Regions from separate parts of the Strix aluco genome. Here region 2 is linked to region 1. Evidence: chromatin contacts called from public Hi-C data. All regions are on one chromosome and are shown on one strand. The core of a region is the stretch at or near the end of the contact, and the rest is flanking DNA. Distances in the headings are between cores, read along the strand shown. Region 1 holds the start of SRSF3 (serine and arginine rich splicing factor 3). Region 2 holds the start of TBC1D22B (TBC1 domain family member 22B).

Region 1 (2,774 bases), core at 30-2,529:
ACCATACAAATAAGTATTGTGTAACAAATGTGTCAAGTCCATGGTTTTGCCAGTTGAAGCTTCCCAATTTAAACTATACCACTACCCACAATTTCTCTTATTTTCACCAGGCAAGCCAAACACACAAGAAGCACGTTTTACCTTCCATCTAGTTCTCTTACTGCATCAGCTGCATCTCGTGGATCTTCAAATTCCACAAAGGCAAAACCAGGAGGATTTCTTGCCACCCATACGCTGCGCAGTGGTCCGTAGTAGCCAAAAGCTCGCTCTAATTCAGTTTTGTTGCCATTGTTTCCAAGGTTACCCACATAAACCTTGCAGTCCAGCGGACAAGAGTCACGATGCATTGCTAGGACAAAAAAAAGCTCATGTATACTTAACAGACAGCAAGTGTTTATTCATTTACAAAGGAAGCAATTCTGTTGGTTCCTTTTCCCAGAAACGACAACAGTGATATGATCTGACATGATAAACATTTACCTGTGTGGAAGGGGTGGAGGGTGTGGAAGAGTGTGTTTTAAAAACGAACAGAAAAGCTATCTACTATCTCGTAACCGTGATTAAAATTCACCGCTTCAGGGAATTTCGCTTACTTTTAAGGCCCCCAACTTTGCATGGGGCTGTTTCTCTGCGCCCCTCTGCCCCTGGGCTGCTGCGGGGGCCGGGCCTGCAGGGGGAGCGCTGCGCCGGAGCGGGGCTCCATTGTTCTCGGAGCGGGACTCAGGGGAAACTGCACAGGCCGGGGGGAAAAGCAGCGCCACCTCCGGCGGAGACCACGCCGGGAGCGCTCGGGGAATCCCTCCCTAGCGTCTCCTCAGCGCCGCATACGCGGCGTGAAGAAGCGGCGCTCCCCCGGAGCGGGCGGGAAAGGCGCCGCACCACCCCCCGCCCAGCCGTAACTCGCCTCACTGGCCACAGCCGCAGAGAAACGGCGGCGAGCGGGCTCTTTAAGGCAACCCGTGGCCTACCCGCCTTCTCCCCGCCCGGCTTTCCTCAGCGCAGCGGCAGCCACCGCCCGCGGCCCAGCTTTACAAAATGGCGGCTGCTCTTTGTTTGCCGCCACCGGGCCCCGCCGCTTCCATCCGCCCTGCCGAGGACCGAGACCGCGGGTGCCACCTCCCCCCCGCCCTCCGAGGTGAAGATCCTCACCGATGCTAAGAGGGAGGGCGCGCGAAGGGAGCCCGCGCTAAATTCGTAGCCGACTCGACCCTCAACGAGACTCCCGCTCCGCTTTTCTTCACTGGACAAAATGGCGGCGGGTACCTACCCCGCCCGCCATTATATACTGGCAGTCTGCTCCCACGTGACTCCACGCGGCAGCAAATCAGAGGGCGCCGTTCCTCTGATTGACAGCTCGCCTCATCCCGCCGCCTCCGCGCGGCCCCGAACGGCGGCGGGCGGGCTCCTCCTCCCCGCCAGCGGCGGGAGTCCTGAGGCGGCTCCGCAGGCCGAGCCCTTCCCCTCCTCTCGCACAAAATTTCGCTTTAGAAACTGATTATCGAGGAGAGACTTCAAGTCTCGGAAATCAGGAAATGACAACACACCCAGGGAGGCTGTTTTGCTGGCTACAAAGAGAAAGAAGGTTTTCATTTCTCGTGTCTCTCTGACCCGGTGGGGTACATTCAGGCCGTGGGTTTTTTAAGCATCGTCCCCTTGTCATTAGTGTTTTACATCTATAAAAGCTAGGATTCGCTAATAATAACTTCTCCCCATGGGCAGTAGCTTTAAATAAATGTGTTGAGCAAACCGGTGTTAACTCAATAGTTTTTGGTAAAATTTATGCCCGGGCTTCTGCCTACTGAGGCACAAAAGAGGGAAGTGATTTTTTTTTTCAGCGCTCAAGAAAACAAGAGGATTTGAAACCGATAAATTTGTTACAGAGGGCATTGTTAAGTGGTGTTGACGTACTTTACTAAACTCTGATTCATTTAGCTAGGACATATCAGTTCAAAAAACAACTTGCTCTAGAGGGATTGCCTTAGATAACAAACCTCTTGTTTCAGGTTATCAAATAATGTGAGAAACCCACCCAGGGCTGTTGCTGCAGTAACTTTCAAAAGTCATATCTGTGGGCTGTGTTCAATCCAGACTTTACCTTTTTGACTCGGACCAGACAAGACAAATTTATCTGGTACAAGTATAATTAGTAATACTTTGAGTAATATTATATGTGATAAGGCGTTTTCAGTACAAATTAATGCACATGTACTGTGTTTTCCAAACAGGAACTATGCAGAGGATGGGGCATCCTCAGTCTGCTAGAATTGTACCAGCATGTAAAAAAAAATTATTGGAATTAATGACAACCAGTAGAATTTTCCAAAATCTTTTGCAGCATCCCTCATTATTTTTAAAAACCTCTTTTCAGTAAAATCCTTCTGAGAGTCAAAATTGGCCAAGGGACAGAAAAACAAAGGATTTTGAGGTAACTGATGCTCTAAAGTAACTTTATAATGTGTACAGTTATCTGACAGTCACCCACATTTAATTAAAGAAATCTAATATTCTGTAATCTAAATTAGTTGACGGTTAATTTCCTGAGGCAACATAAAGGAAATAATTCGAAGTTTACTTGGGGCTGTTCAGCCATTTCACTTTATGACTCCTCTGAGATGGTGATTTCCCATGCTCACCTCCCTTCTCAACTGGGATTTACAACATTAACTAGACGCTGCCTCATATCAACATAATGTACGTTTAAAACATGATTTAAGTTTTGCAATAATCAATATCAAAAAAAAAAAAAAAAAGAAACCAAACCACACCAAACATTA
Region 2 (2,740 bases), core at 125-2,624, 170 kb before region 1:
CCCACGAGCAGAAGAGGAGGAACACGTAGCGCTCGTTGCTTTCCCTTTGCTTGCCAGGGGCCTGGATTGTCCCACCAACCTGAGGGAGCCGGCGCAGTGACAAAGAACCGAGTGAAAGCACATTAGAAAGAGAGATTTAACTGGCCCAGCAGGATTTAGAGCCAACTAAGCATTTCAGACTGCGTCCGCACACCAGGAGGGGAAGGGCAGGGTTCAGATAAGGCAAATGAGAGCAACTGTGAGGAGCACCAGACAGGAACAGCACTTGTGAAAGCCTCCCCAGAGAGGTGAGTGCCCTGTCCCCATGGGAGCCTTGCTCCAGAGGCCTCGTAGGGAGCATCTCCTTCATCACCACCAGCCTCTTCTTCCTAAACACCACTTGAATCAGACATTTCACTTGTTTCTCCCATCCCCGGCTGAGTGCGGATGCCTTGACAGGAACAGGGACATCATAGCCAGAGAGAGGTGTACACAGAGGCGCCCCACAGTCCCTCGTATTGAGTAGAGGTGGACCAGGAGTGACACCCCGCAGAGAGGATAACAGAGGGGGCACACGCGTTGGCACGTGCACCTGTTTGGGACAGAGTTGCTGCCGCCCAAGGCGACATCTCTAAGGGCTTCAGGAAGGGATGAGCTTTCTTCAGTATCTGTGGAAAGGAGGGTAGTACAGCCCTGGCTCTGAGGCCACCCCAGGGGGGCCTTCGAGGCCCTGACCCCCTCCACCCTGCTTCCCACAGGGGTCCCCCCCAGGGCCTGCCCTGCCCTACAGATGAGGGGACGATCCTGGCACTACCCTTGTCTTATACAAGAGCATTTCCTCCAGCAGAATTCCCCTGCCCCATAGCCCGGGGTGCCCTTGGCATCCCCCTTATTACAGAGGGGAACCCCAGGGCCCCCGGCCAGCTCCCCCGGCCCACAGCCGGGGTGGATACCCCTGGTACCCCCCACCCTTGCAGGGGGTACCCCAGGCGCCCCAGCCCCACAGCCAGGCAGGGTGCTCCTGACAGCCCCTTCCCGAGGCAGAGGGGCTGCTCCAGCTCCACTACCCAACGCCCCCCAGCTGGGGAGGGGAGCTGCGGCCCTTGCACCCCTTCCCCGGAGGAGGGGTGGGGGGGGTAGGGCCGGGCCGGGCCGGGCCGGGCCCGCGCTCACCTGCCCGGCAGCTTGGCGCTCCGCTTCCAGAACTGCCTGCCGCTCTCGGCCGCCATGGCGGAAAGGAGGGGCGGGCCCGGCCGGCCGGCCAGCCAGCGAGCGAGCGAGCCCACCGGCCGGCCGGCCCCGCGGCGCAGCGGCGGAACGCGGAGGAAGGTGGTGGCCCCCGCAGGCCGCCTCACCGCCACCCGCCCGCAGCCCCCGGCAGCGCCATCTTGGATCCGGGCGCAGAGAGCGCCGCCATTGGCCGTTGTCGAGCAAGGCGCTGTGGATCGGCCAATGGCGAGCGGGCGGAGGGAGTGACGTCACGAAAAGAGGCGGGGTCTGCGGGGCTGGAGGTGGGGCTGCGTGAGGCGGGAGAGACCATCTGAGGGGGGGGAGGAGGGAATAACCCATCCCGCCTCGGCGGGGGGAGCAGCCCGCATGGAGCGGGGCCGACAGCGGGGCTGAGGCGGCGGTGCCTGCCTGGGCCGGGGGGACCCTGAGGAGGGGAGGCCCGGTCCGGTTAAACCGCCCTGCGGAAGGGGAGAGACCGCTCACGGTGCGGGGTGGGGAGACACGCCCAGCAAGCACCTGGGCGAAACCATCGGGAGAGGGCGGGAGGAAGCGGGTTAAACCACCCGCAGGGCCACAGGAGGGAGCGGGCGGACAGAGCCGGGCGCGGGGCAGGGAGGGGGGGACAGCACTGAGGGGAGACGGGACCCAGATGGGTCCCTCTGGCACCCCGGGGTGGCTTCACTGGCACCCGCAGCTGTCATGGTCCCCTCAAGGATTCAAAGCCATTTGGGGCCATTTCCAGCCCCCAGCCAAGCCCCGGTGCCAAAATGTCCCCTCATAACGACAACGAGGGGGAGGGAGGAGCCGCCATTATGGGGCAAGCCATGAGGCACAAGCAGTCACCTCCGGAGTAAATGGGGATAAACTGGGAAAAAAAACCCGCAGATGTCAGAAAACCCCACAAACTTCCCAGGTGACATGGGACTGGGACCCTGCCAGCCCGCAGGGCGCTGCCATCCATCTCATGCCCTGAGGAGAAACCTCACCACAGGGGTGGCCAGCAGCCACTGGGCCTTAATGGCGCCGAGTGTGGGCAGAGAGGGACAGGGTCTGCTGTCACCAGAGTCCCCGGGCTGTGGGGACATGGGGACGTCCTGCTCCTGAGGGAAACGTGCGATGGGCCCTGCTGAATTAGCAGCCTCCTCACACGGTCAGGCCGCCGGCATGGCCTTGCCCCACATGAGTCAGTTCCTCACGAGATGCCTCAGCTTCCCCTGTTTGCAAAGGGCAGGGCAATGGCAGGAGGGGACCTGGCTGTCCCTCAGGGTGTCTCAGGTGTTGGGGGTCATCGGAAAAGGGATAATTATCACCCCCAGCTCAGCCTCCTGGCCAGGGTGGCTCTCGCCATCCCCTCAGGGTCAGGTCCCGGCTTGGCAGGATCATGGCTCCTGCCAAGCATTCAGGGAGAGGCTTGGAGAGCCTTTCAGGAAACAGGAGGATCGGAAGCACTCAAAAAAGGGATGAAAAATTAAAAAGCAGGTGCATTTCTGCAAAACCAGCCTGTTTTGGGCGGACAGGGCTGCCAGCAGAG

Evidence for each region. Hi-C and Micro-C count contacts between places; a contact is called where the count stands out from the background.
Region 2: a Hi-C map of brain shows a contact between it and region 1, with 5 times the contacts expected there. The contact joins the promoter of TBC1D22B here to the promoter of SRSF3 in region 1. A contact is called at or near these places in 2 of 2 Hi-C or Micro-C datasets (brain and heart).

Annotation. Positions count from the first base shown.
Region 1 is chr25:3,733,215-3,735,988 of bStrAlu1.hap1, reverse strand. It overlaps SRSF3 (serine and arginine rich splicing factor 3), which reads right to left and starts at 1,279. Exons shown (of 6, transcript XM_074850506.1): 1 at 1,150-1,279; 2 at 142-349. The coding sequence starts at 347.
Region 2 is chr25:3,901,578-3,904,317 of bStrAlu1.hap1, reverse strand. It overlaps TBC1D22B (TBC1 domain family member 22B), which reads right to left and starts at 1,374. Exons shown (of 13, transcript XM_074850471.1): 1 at 1,153-1,374. The coding sequence starts at 1,208.